2 separate regions of the Sus scrofa genome follow, and region 2 is linked to region 1. A link is a contact called in public HiChIP or PLAC-seq data. All regions are on one chromosome and are shown on one strand. The core of a region is the stretch at or near the end of the contact, and the rest is flanking DNA. Distances in the headings are between cores, read along the strand shown. Region 1 holds the start of SNX33 (sorting nexin-33). Region 2 holds the start of C7H15orf39.

Evidence for each region. HiChIP or PLAC-seq counts read pairs in DNA pulled down with a chosen protein or histone mark.
Region 2: a contact with region 1 is called in an H3K27ac HiChIP or PLAC-seq map of alveolar macrophages. The contact joins the promoter of C7H15orf39 here to the promoter of SNX33 in region 1. A contact is called at or near these places in 1 of 47 Hi-C or Micro-C datasets (embryonic fibroblasts) and 2 of 2 datasets of contacts at active chromatin or transcription factors (alveolar macrophages and skeletal muscle).

Annotation. Positions count from the first base shown.
Region 1 is chr7:58,013,427-58,018,967 of Sscrofa11.1, reverse strand. SNX33 (sorting nexin-33) reads left to right here and starts at 3,370. Exons shown (of 2, transcript XM_001929226.7): 1 at 3,370-5,541. The coding sequence starts at 5,151.
Region 2 is chr7:58,387,638-58,392,933 of Sscrofa11.1, reverse strand. C7H15orf39 reads left to right here and starts at 2,817. Exons shown (of 3, transcript XM_021099036.1): 1 at 2,817-3,003.

The DNA.
Region 1 (5,541 bases), core at 2,121-4,620:
TGAGTAAGAGGAGGACTGAGAATAACAACCTATGACTGTTTTTTGTTGTTCTTGTTGTTTTGTTTTGTTTTTTTCCACACTCTGGGCATATGTGAATTCCAGGCCAAGGACTGAATTCGAACCACAGCTGTGACAATGCAGGATTCTTAACCCTTAACCTGCTACGCCACAGTAGGAACTCCTAGGTCACCAATGACCTTGATAAGAATAGTTTCAGTAGTGTGAGGGCGAAAGAATGGCTAGAGGGGATTAAGAAGAGAAAGAGAGGAAAGATAGTGCAGGCAGCTAGTATAGAAGATGGCTATTTTGAGGAATTTGGTGCAAAGGTAAGCAGAGAAGTGGCGAAGTAGCCGGTGGAGAAAATCTAAAGATGTAAGTGATGGAGTTCCCGTCGTGGCTCAGTGGTTAATGAATCCGACTAGGAACCGTGAGGTTGCGGGTTCGATCCCTGGCCTCACTCAGTGGGTTAAGGATCGGGCTTTGCTGTGAGCTGTGGTGTAGGTTGCAGACGTGGCTCGGATCCCGCGTTGCTATGACTCTGGCGTAGGTTGGCGGCTACAGCTCCGATTCGACCCCTAGCCAGGGAACCTCCATATGCTGCGGGAGTGGCCCAAAAAATGGCAAAAAGGCAAAAAAAAAAAAAAAAAGTCAAATAAATAAATAAAATTACTTAAAAAAAATGTGGGTTGACTCTTCTTGCAACACCCACAGCTTGTTGGTTGTCATTCCAGTCATTCTACCTCCATAAAATCTCAAATTTACTTCTCCTCCGGTCATTACCCCTGCCCTATCTCAGGCGCTTTTCATCTCTTATCTGCATTACTATAGTCATAGACCAGTGTGTCCGCCATGCTGCCACCAGCAGTCAGCCTGGGAACCACTGGCCCCACCATTCTCCCTTGCTGATTCCTTTCCTAAAGGAGGAGATGTCTGGGGGATAGATGTTATTTCCTGTGCCTGAATCAGAGTCCCAGCAGCAAAGAAAGAACACACTCCAATTAGAATAATGTGAGGAGAATTTATTAATAAAGGAAATTCGCCCCAAAGGAATGGACAGGGTGTAGGGAAACCATAAAGGTTATTGCAGTTGCCTGAGACTGGTAACTGGGGGTCCTGTTACCCATAGGTTTAAAGAGGGTCAGGAATAGAAGACAAAGCTTCTGGAAATCTCTGTGAAGCTAAAGAATGAGTTTTTCCCAAGCACCTAGAAAGAGAGTGGCCAGGGATAGAAACCACCCTCCCCAATAGATAGGGGAGTAAATCCAAGGTGTGAATGTGTGACTGAAGCATTTGGGAACCAACTGAAGGCCATGGGCATGATGGCTGGGGGCCACTCAGGGGGTTGGGACTATCCCTAATAGAGGTAAACATTTACAACAGAGTCTAGCATTCAGCAAACACTAAGGAAGTTGCTGCTGTTGTTAAATCCAGTTTGGAGAGAGGCTCTGTGAAAAGAAGAGAGATTACAGAAAAGAAGTGTCCCAGAGTTCCCGTCGTGGTGCAGTGGTTAACGAATCCGACTAGGAACCATGAGGTTGCGGGTTCGATCCCTAGCCTCGCTCAGTGGGTTGAGGATCCGGCGTTGCTGTGAGCTATGGTGTAGGTTGCAGATGTGGCTTGGATCCCGTGTTGCTGTGGCTCTGGCCTGGGCCGGCGGCTACAGCTCCTATTAGAGTCCTAGCCTGGGAACCTCCATATGCCACAGGAGCGGCCCTAGAAAAGGCAAAAAGACAAAATAAATAAATAAGTAAAATAAAATAAAATAAATAAAAAGAAGTGTCCCAAAAGCAGCTGGGGGAAGCATATTCAAGCTCTAGTCCTGGAGATACTAGGCTGAACTGAGTCCTGAGAATCAAGGCTGCCCCTATGTCAGGGGACAAGAATGCAAGCTTTCTTGGTTGAAAGACTTGTCATGACATCCCCTCTTCCCATCCTGGGGCTTCCCATCCTGTTAGCTTCAGCGGGCTAGCCTTCTGGTAAATGGGCTTTCTAAGGAGCAGGCCAAACTGCCTTGATCTATTGATGGAAAAATTCAGGTCTGCCTGACAGTTGAATTTCTCCATGCAAATTAATACCTGGGCTTCTGGGCTTTGTATTTCATAAGCCTTTATTCTGTCAAATGCCAGTTCTGCATAGGGATTTAGATCTACTCTGCGCCAATGAAATTAGGTCTTGGAGCCAGAGGCCTGCATATCATATCTTTCAAAACAGTCAAATTTAGGGAGTTCCCGTCATGGCTCAGTGGTTAATGAACCAGACTAGTATCCATGAGGATTCAGGTTTGATCTCTAGCCTTGCTCAGTGGGTTAAGGATCTGGCGTTGTCATGAGCTGTGGTGTAGGTTGCAGATAAGTTTCAGATCCCACGTTGCTGTGGCTGTGGTGTAGGCCGCCAGCTACAGCTCCCATTCGTCCCCTAGCCTGGGAACCTCTGTATGCCATGAGCGCAGCCCTAAAAAGACAAACAGACGAAAAACAGCCAAATTTACCTAACTTTATAGCACTACCTTGTGGCAGTCAATCTGCAATTGGGAAGAATAATGAGGGGGAGGGAAGTTCTAGTTATATAGCCAGGAAGGGGAATATGGGCTGAAGCCTTTGCCTCATCTTAAGCACCTCCTCCTTTAGGAAGCCTTCCTTGATCCCCATGCTCAACCCAGGCTGGAATCGGTGCCCTCCCATTCCCACTTCAGGGCATTGGTCACACTGATGGAGGAATATCTCTTTACTTATCCTGACTCACCTGAGCTTCTGGTAGGTAAAGACAACGTCTTACTTGTCTTTGAAGCCCAGGGGGATTGGTACTGAATATTCAGTTAATATTTCCTTGAATGCATGACTCAATGAATGAGACAGAGACAGAATGAATGAATTAATGAAGGACAAGAGGGTGGACTGTAAACTATCCAGGGCAGGAACCCCGACTGCATTGCCGTACTCTAATCCCCAGTGCCCAGCACAATGCCTGTCAGAATCAGTGAGCAAGGTCAAGCCCCCTTTACCTCTCCCCAGAACCCGACCCCGACCACCCCTCTCTCTTCGCGGCTGCTGGCCAAGACAGAACATCGTGACTCCGCAGCCGCAGCCGTACAAAGCAACAAGAACCGGGCTGTGCCTGGGCTTGTTCCCCATCGCTACATACAAGGGATTTTGTCTCCCCTGCTGAAGGAATTCGCCCAGGATAGGGGTGCCCCTGGCTCTGTCTAGCTAGGGTACCTAGGACCTGCAGAGACCAGTATCTCAGCCGGTTCAGGCTTGGGCTTCGGCTTCTTCCATGAGGGCGCCTCTGGCGATGGGACCCCCTCCAGAGAACAATCCCCAGGCGGCGCCACTGCGGTGCCGCGTCCCGCCGGAGCGGGGGGTGGGGGACAGAGGAGTGGGAGGTGGCGTCTGCGGCTTTCCGCACATCCTCTCTCCCAGGTTCCAACTCTGGCGCACACCTTGGAGCACCGCACTCTAAAAACTTTAGGAGTTTTCCCTCACTTGCGTCATGGAAAAGGCTGGAGGGTGACGGAGCCCGGGAGGCGAGGCGGCGGCTGGAGAGCTCCCCCGCGCGGCGCTTAAGCCTCTCCGGGCGAGAGGTGTCTCCCAGCGGGGCCAGATGGGCAGAGGGGTGCGGCTGCCCTAGGGGCTGGCCCTGGAGGCTTGCGGGCCCCCTAGTTCCAGTGGTCTCCTCGCTCGCGTATCCCGATCTCGGCGCGAGGGAGTGAAGGCGACGGCCAAAAAGAAAAGCTAAAAGTAGGCGGGAGCCGAGCTCTTGCGCCCCAGGCCCGCGGGAGGGCGGAGCCGGGCCGTCCTTGGCCAGCCAGGACGCACGGAAGTGCAGTGGAGTTTGCCCAATTCCCCAGCCTGCTTTTCCTTCTCTCTCCCTGTCCCCACCCCTCACCTCCCCCCCACCCCCACTCCGCTGTTCCCTCCTTCCTTGGGACGCCACCTCCCGGAATTGCCTTTTTTTGTTGTTTTGGAGCTGGCTTCTCTCTGGCGGCGCAGAGTGGCTGCGAACGCTGGAGAAGAAGGAGGGCTGGGGGCGCAGCCCGCCACCCACCGGCGCCCACCCGCCACCGGCCAACCGCCCACCGGCGGAACCCCGCGGGGTAGAGCAGAGGACCGACGGTCAGACGCCCGGGCGGGCTATCTGCACTTCGGAGCTGACTCGCCAAACTCCCTGTTGAGTGTTTGTGTGTACGCGAGGGGCGGGGGGTCTACGCGCCGGGGCCGGTTACCGCTGGGGTTACCTTTGGACGAGGGTCCTTGGACTCAGATCAGGGTCAGACTCAGGCTCAGAAACTGCTGAGGAATTAAACAAACAAAAGAGGCCACTCAGCTAGTGGCCAGAAGTCGCCTGAGCGCCTCGTCGCGTCCCCTTCTTCCCCGGGGAGGGGGCTGGCCACTTGGGGGCGGGGAGAGGACAACCGAGCGGGCTGGGGGCTGGGGGCGCGGCGGGCCGCCGGGGTCGAGGAGTTGGCGGCCTGTTGTGTAAGCCTCGGTCCTTGTTTTCCCGGCCTGGCTCGTTGTGAAGCCGGACACATCCACCCTTGGATTCGATTCAGGAGGCTGCTGCTTTTCTCCTTGCCCCTCTTGGATTTTCTGGATTTTTGAAAACCCAGTGGCCCAGGAAGAGGAGGAGGAAGGAGGAAGGGGCAGATCTGCGGAGGAATTTGAGAGCCTCCCGGGGCCTGAAGAGCCAGAAGGAGCTGGGAGCCAGCGCTGCCGCCGGGTTTCTGGGACGGTGGTTTCCAAGTGATTCTCTTCTATTTTAGAACACGTTCCAGTGGAAAGTGTCGAATTCTTGCCCTTTCAGAGCCGATTTCTCGAGTCACTTGACTTTTCTTCTGACTGTGGGAGGAGGAGAGACTCCCCCTCAGGGGCTGCGGAAGGAAGGGAGGAAGACTGTGGACATGAACCCTCCCTGCTCACAGGCATGTGCGGGGAGACCTGGTAGGTCGGTTTCTGACCTGTGGATATTGCTTTGAAGAGAGTGAGGCTGACACCATCTGTGGATACCGAGAACACCCCCCCCCCCAGGGGCGGAGAGTCCAAGGGCTGTGGCAGGCCTCTGCTTGCTGGTGCATCCTTGGACACCCTAGCAAGTGTCTCTCTCCAGTTTTGGGCAGGACCCTCTCCTCGTCTTTCTGTTCCACTGACCCAGCCATGGCACTAAAAGGCCGAGCCCTCTATGACTTCCGCAGTGAGAACAAAGAGGAGATCAGCATCCAGCAGGATGAGGACCTGGTCATCTTCAGCGAGACCTCCCTGGATGGCTGGCTGCAGGGCCAGAACAGCCGCGGTGAGACAGGGCTCTTCCCTGCCTCTTACGTGGAGATCATCCGTTCTGGCACGAGTGCCAACCATGCTGACTACTCTAGCAGCCCTGCAGGCTCTCTGGGCACTGAGGTGAGCTTGTATGACAGCTCCAGTGTGGCCAACCCTTCCAGGAGTGCTGGGGGCAGTGGCTTCCTCTCAAACCAGGGCAGCTTTGAGGAGGACGATGATGATGACTGGGATGACTGGGATGATGGCTGCACAGTGGTAGAGGAGCCAC
Region 2 (5,296 bases), core at 1,568-4,067, 370 kb before region 1:
AAGGCTGCCTTCCAGGTTTCTCTATGCTACTGCTCGGTGTTAACACTACCCAGGAAGCCCATTTAAGCACAGACGGATCCCTGCTCTGCTTTTGCTCACACTGTTCTTTGCAGCCACCTCGTATAGGGTACCTTTCTTCATCCAACAAAGGCTTGTAGGCACCTCTCTCTATAGGCTCTGCACATGACCCTTGGGGAAGAGAAGACGGCAGGGTCACAGCCTTCAGGAGCTCACAATCAACTGACGCTAGGAGCTTTTTACAGTTTATAACTAATGTCCCATGCTGGCTTTGTTGGACACTAACCTGGGTTCATAGTTCCCATTTTGCAGATAAGGAGATGGAGGCTCAGAAGGTTACAAAGAGGTTCCCAAGTCCCCTGCCCTGTGACTTGTGTTTTGTAGTCTAAGGTGTTTAAGTGATGCCAAAAATGAATGCACAAGATGCTGATTCCGAAAAGAAATGGACAAGGGAGGTGCCGTCTTTGCGAAGTGTCCCCGAATTAAGACTCAGTGGGTCCACAGATTTTTTTTTTTTTGCTTTTTAGGGCTGCACCCATGGCATATGGAGGTTCCCAGGCTAGGGGTCTAATTGGAGCTATACCTTCTGGCCTACATCACAGCCACAGCAACGCCAGATCCGAGCCTCTTCTGCGACCTATACTAGAAACTAAGCCCATTGAGCAAGGCCAGAGATTGAACCCGCAACCATGTGGTTCCTAGACGGATTCATTTCCGCAGCACCGCAATGGGAACTTTGGGTCCACAGATTCTTAACTGCCCCTCCTTGGGCCTCACCAGGCTCATTTTGGCCTGGGTGGGCCCCACTCAGGCTCAGAGAAGTTGGAGAGAACACCGGCCAGCTGATCGCACAACCTAAGACTCCCAGACCCTAAATAGAGAACACTGCCCTCCTCCCTCCCCATCCCCAGTACCAGGGTGGAGGCCAGGGAATGGGTGTCTTGGAGGGGAGGGCAGTGTTAGTGAGGAGCAAGTGTGAGAAAGAACTGGAATTCCCGTTGTGGCTCAGTGGTTAACAAATCTGACTAGGAACCATGAGGTTGCAGGTTCGATCCCTGGCCTTGCTCAGTGGGTTAAGGATCAGGCATTGCTGTGAGCTATGATGTAGGTCGCAGATGCAGCTCGGATCTGGCTCTGGCTTAGGCCAGCAGCTTCAGCTCCGATTAGACCCCTAGACTTGGAATCTTCATATGCCATGGGTGAGGCCCTAGAAAAGACAAAAAGACAAAAAAAAAAAAAAAAAAAAAAAAAAAAAAGTGAGGAAGAACAGCCTGTGAGCTGAAGCTTGGCCATGACTCCAAGTCATCAGCTTACAAATGCATTTTCTTGATCCCAGCCTGCTATGTGACTTTGGGAAAGCCTCAATTTTCTCTGAGCCTCTGCTCCCCAGCTCCTTCTCCAAACTCAATTTCTAAGGGCCCTTCATATCTCAACTAATTAATACCCTCTCTGCTGCCCCAGGTGACCTTCACTTCCTCTTCCTCTCCGCAGCACCCAGCCCCTCCTGCTCAGCTCCAGCAGCTCTAGATGCTTCCTTATTCTTGGAACCTGCAGCCTCAGGCCTGCTCTGCCCTCTGACTCAGGCGGCCCTGACCTTTGGGATCTGAGCAGATGGCCTGGGTGGTTTTGCTCCGTGAACTTGTTCTGACCTTTGGCATGTCCACCTGTTCCTTTCCTCCTTCACTGCATACACCTGCCCCCAGTCCTTGGGCAGCCCAAGAAATGCAAGGAACTAGGTTTTTCAGAGAAGGTAACAGCACCCAGCAGCTTCTCGGTGATGGCCACCAAGATGGCCTGGAGAAGGCAAATGGAGACAGCTCTTCCATCCCTCCAGCCCCTCTCTTGGTAACACACCGTTCCTGCCTGGGAGTGCTCAACCCAACCCACCTATGTGGCTACATGGAGCTTAGTCCAGTCTTACTGAGGGAGATTTGTCAAAAATGTTCAGAGATACCCACTGAGGCCACTTGGCAAAACTTCCAGCATCCTCCTTCCTGGCTCACTTCAGGGATGGGGAAATCACCCCCTCCTCATCAGGTATGGTGCCCTAACAAGCTTTGAGATATTTTTCTGGAATTTGCCCTCTCTGCTGTATTGCGGTGAGGGAACAGACTAAGGAGACCTTCTCCGGCTCCCTAATGCAACTGTACTGGCCAAGAGAGCCAGATATTTTATTTTAGCTATTTTAGGGCCGCACTGGTGGCATATGGAAGTTCCCAGGCTAGGGGTCAAATGGGAGCAGGAGCTACGGCTACAGGCCCACGCCACAGCCACAGCAACGCCAGATCCAAGCAGATTCTGCGACCTACACCACAGCTCAAGGCAACACCAGATCCTTAACCCACTGAGTGAGGCCGGGAATTGAAGCCGCACCTTCAGGGATCCTAGTCGGGTTCGTTACCTGCTGAGACGGGTCGGGAACTCTGAGAGCCAGTTATTTTAATATAACCTCTTCTAAATCTTAGGACACAATGAGATAATCCCAGTTTGACTAAAATAAGGAAACTGAAGCTCAACGAGGTCAAGCGGCGGGCACAAGGTCACAGAGCTAGAAAAGTGGCGATGAATGAATGATCTGAGTGACTGAATGAAGACGTGTGACGGGCGCGTGGGGCGATGGTTCGCGGAGTGTGCTGGGTTCAGACAGTGCACAGCGCCCGCGGCCGGGGCCTCGGAGGGTTGGCCGACGCAGGCCCTCCACACCCCCAGGGCCCGGGGGAGCGCAGGCTCCCAGAGGCACGGCCGGGCTCTGCCCCCACCGCGCGGGCCGCCCCGCCCCCGCCCCGCCCCCAGCCCGCCCCGCCCGGGACCGCAGACGGCGCCCGGCGGCGGCGCGAACGGCAGCTCGGAGGGTGGCTCCGGGCTCGGTGCTCGCCGCGACTTCCCGCGCAGGGCCGAGCTGGACAAGGACCCTCCGCCTCGCTGGCGCTGGAGAATGCGGCCGCGGTCCCAGGCAGCAGCAGCGGGAAGCCCAGCACTGTGCAGGTAGGAGCTCGCCCACTCGGCGGGCGCGGAAACTTGGGCCGAGTTTGCGGGCGGCGCGTGGGGAAGGGGCGGGTGGCGCTGCCCCAGGGCGCCCCTACCGGCCGGCCCGGGGATGGAGCGCGCTGGGCCTGGGCCGAAGTGGCGTGGCTCCTGGCGGCCTCGGACCCTCGGCGGGAGCGCTGCCGGGCAGGGGTCGCGCCGCTGCTCCGACTTTCCCCGGAGTTCGAGGCCCCTGGAGCAGGTAGCGTCGTGGAGCTCCGGCGGGGCCCTAGCGCCTGATCTAGTGCGGGGCTGGCTAAGTGAAGCTCAGGCCGAGCCCCCGGGCCTCCTGCGGGGCCCGGCTCACGTGGACTACGCGGGCGGAGAGGAGAGGCCGGCGGGGGGCTGGCCTGGGGGGCCGCAGGCACTAAGGCTCCGCGGGGCTCTGGACGCGCCCTGCTGGGACGCGACGGCCCTGCGGTTTCCTCGCTACGGCTTGACTCACTCTCTGGCCGCAGCCCAGGCTGGCGAGATCGCCCCGAGGCGGTGGCTGCCCGGTCTCTGCAGCCAGGCCGCCCCCCTGCCCCGATCCTCTCACCAGTCTTTGGGTGTCGGTCCGTGGGGCCCGGTGCGCTGTCCTGCCTGCGTGCACACGTGTGCGGGGGCCCGAGTGAGGGGAGAACGCAGTTCTGGCGGGCCGTTTGTGCAGATATGGATCAGGCACGTACTTGCAGGCACGGGTTTGCATGGGTGGCGGAGGCCTGTGTGTCGTCCTCCTGGGGTGCACGTGCGCCCCAGCGCCGCCAGGCAGGGCATGAGGACACCCGGAAGCTGGCGGGGTCGGGTGCAGCGGTAGCCCCAAAGCCAGGTCGGCTGAGGGCCCCAGGCACAGAGTTATGGGCCAGGCAGGTAGAGGAAAGGGGCTGGAGCCCATCCCACGACCCTTCCCCCTCCCCTGGAGCCTGGGCTGCCCCTAGGTACGGTTGGAGCGGTGGCAGGGCCCAGAGCCTCAGCTGCGGGGAGGTGTAAGAACATGGAAAGGGGGCCTAGTTCAGCCTGCTAAGAGAGTCCAGGCGCTGGCCACAGCTGGGCAAGATCCCTCTCTTCTTCCTGCTTTTGCCCGATGTCCTCCTGGAGACCCCTTAAAAGGTGGAAGAGGCAATGGGGCCACAGAACTGTTTACTCCCCCTGCTGCTTAGGGCAGGGATGGCACAGCTTTGGTGGGGTCTTCTGGACCCTGCCAGAGGTTGGTCCTCCCAGACCAGCTCTAACCTCAACCAGCAAGTAGCTCAGTGGCCGAAAGTGTGATGTGACCCCTGCTCCCTGGGGTCCTGCCCTTCCCCAAACAATTGCTTGCCTTTTTGTGTATGCATCAGTGTCAGGGAAGGAGGCCCCTACACTTTGGCTACCTTCTTGAACCTGGAGGGGCCTTGCTTGAGGGCATATATACTGGGCTCTCCATCCCCTACTGGCATAGTCCATACCCTTCATAGTCCTCTGCTGTCTCCCTAGAGCCCCTGTCTCTCCTCCAAAGACTCTCGAGGGTCCCAAATGGCCTCACCTTTATTGATTGGGTCCCAAGGGGGTGTCTCAGGAAGTCTCCCGGGCAAAGGGCACGCAATGGGCAGAGCCCAGAAGAGAAGGGGGTGGGTATGGAGCAGGCCCCAAGGAGTATGCAGAGGAGGTGAGACTAGAGCCAGCACTTAATTAATCCAGAGGCCCCCAAGGGCAGGGGGGCTCAGCACCTCCAAAACCATACAACCTCTGCAAAGTTGCTGTGCAGTGTGAGGCAGGGGAGGGGGGGTTCCTTTTGGCTGCAGAACCTTGTCATAGGGCACTGCTATCAGTATTGTTGCCCTAATGTCCTTCTCTGTCTTCTCCGAAGCATCCGCTTCTCCAGGCTGTCTGAGGTGTTGAAGGATTCTGGCCAGGAGATGAACCATCTTTTTTTCTGAGAGTGCTGCCTGGCTTCCTTGGTGCACTGAGGCTGGGTTGAGGGTGGGCATTGCCCCTATACTACCTTCGGCTTTTCCCATCCCCCCAAATGTGCCAGTCTAACTCTGAACCTGTAGTTGTCATAGCCACCAGGCCGAAGGAAGGAGAGGGCTGAGAGAGGGGGCTGGTCTTGGCGGATTTGTGAGAGAAACCTGTGACACCTGGCCCATGGCCTAATCATAGCCAGATTGAACTGTTTCATCCTTTCTTAAGCCACCTGAGGGTTTCGGGGAACAGGGCATTGGGGAGGTAGAAGCAGGTCAATGTGACCCTAGTAGACTGGCCTCAGATGACCCCTCCTGGGGCACTGGCTGCCTTG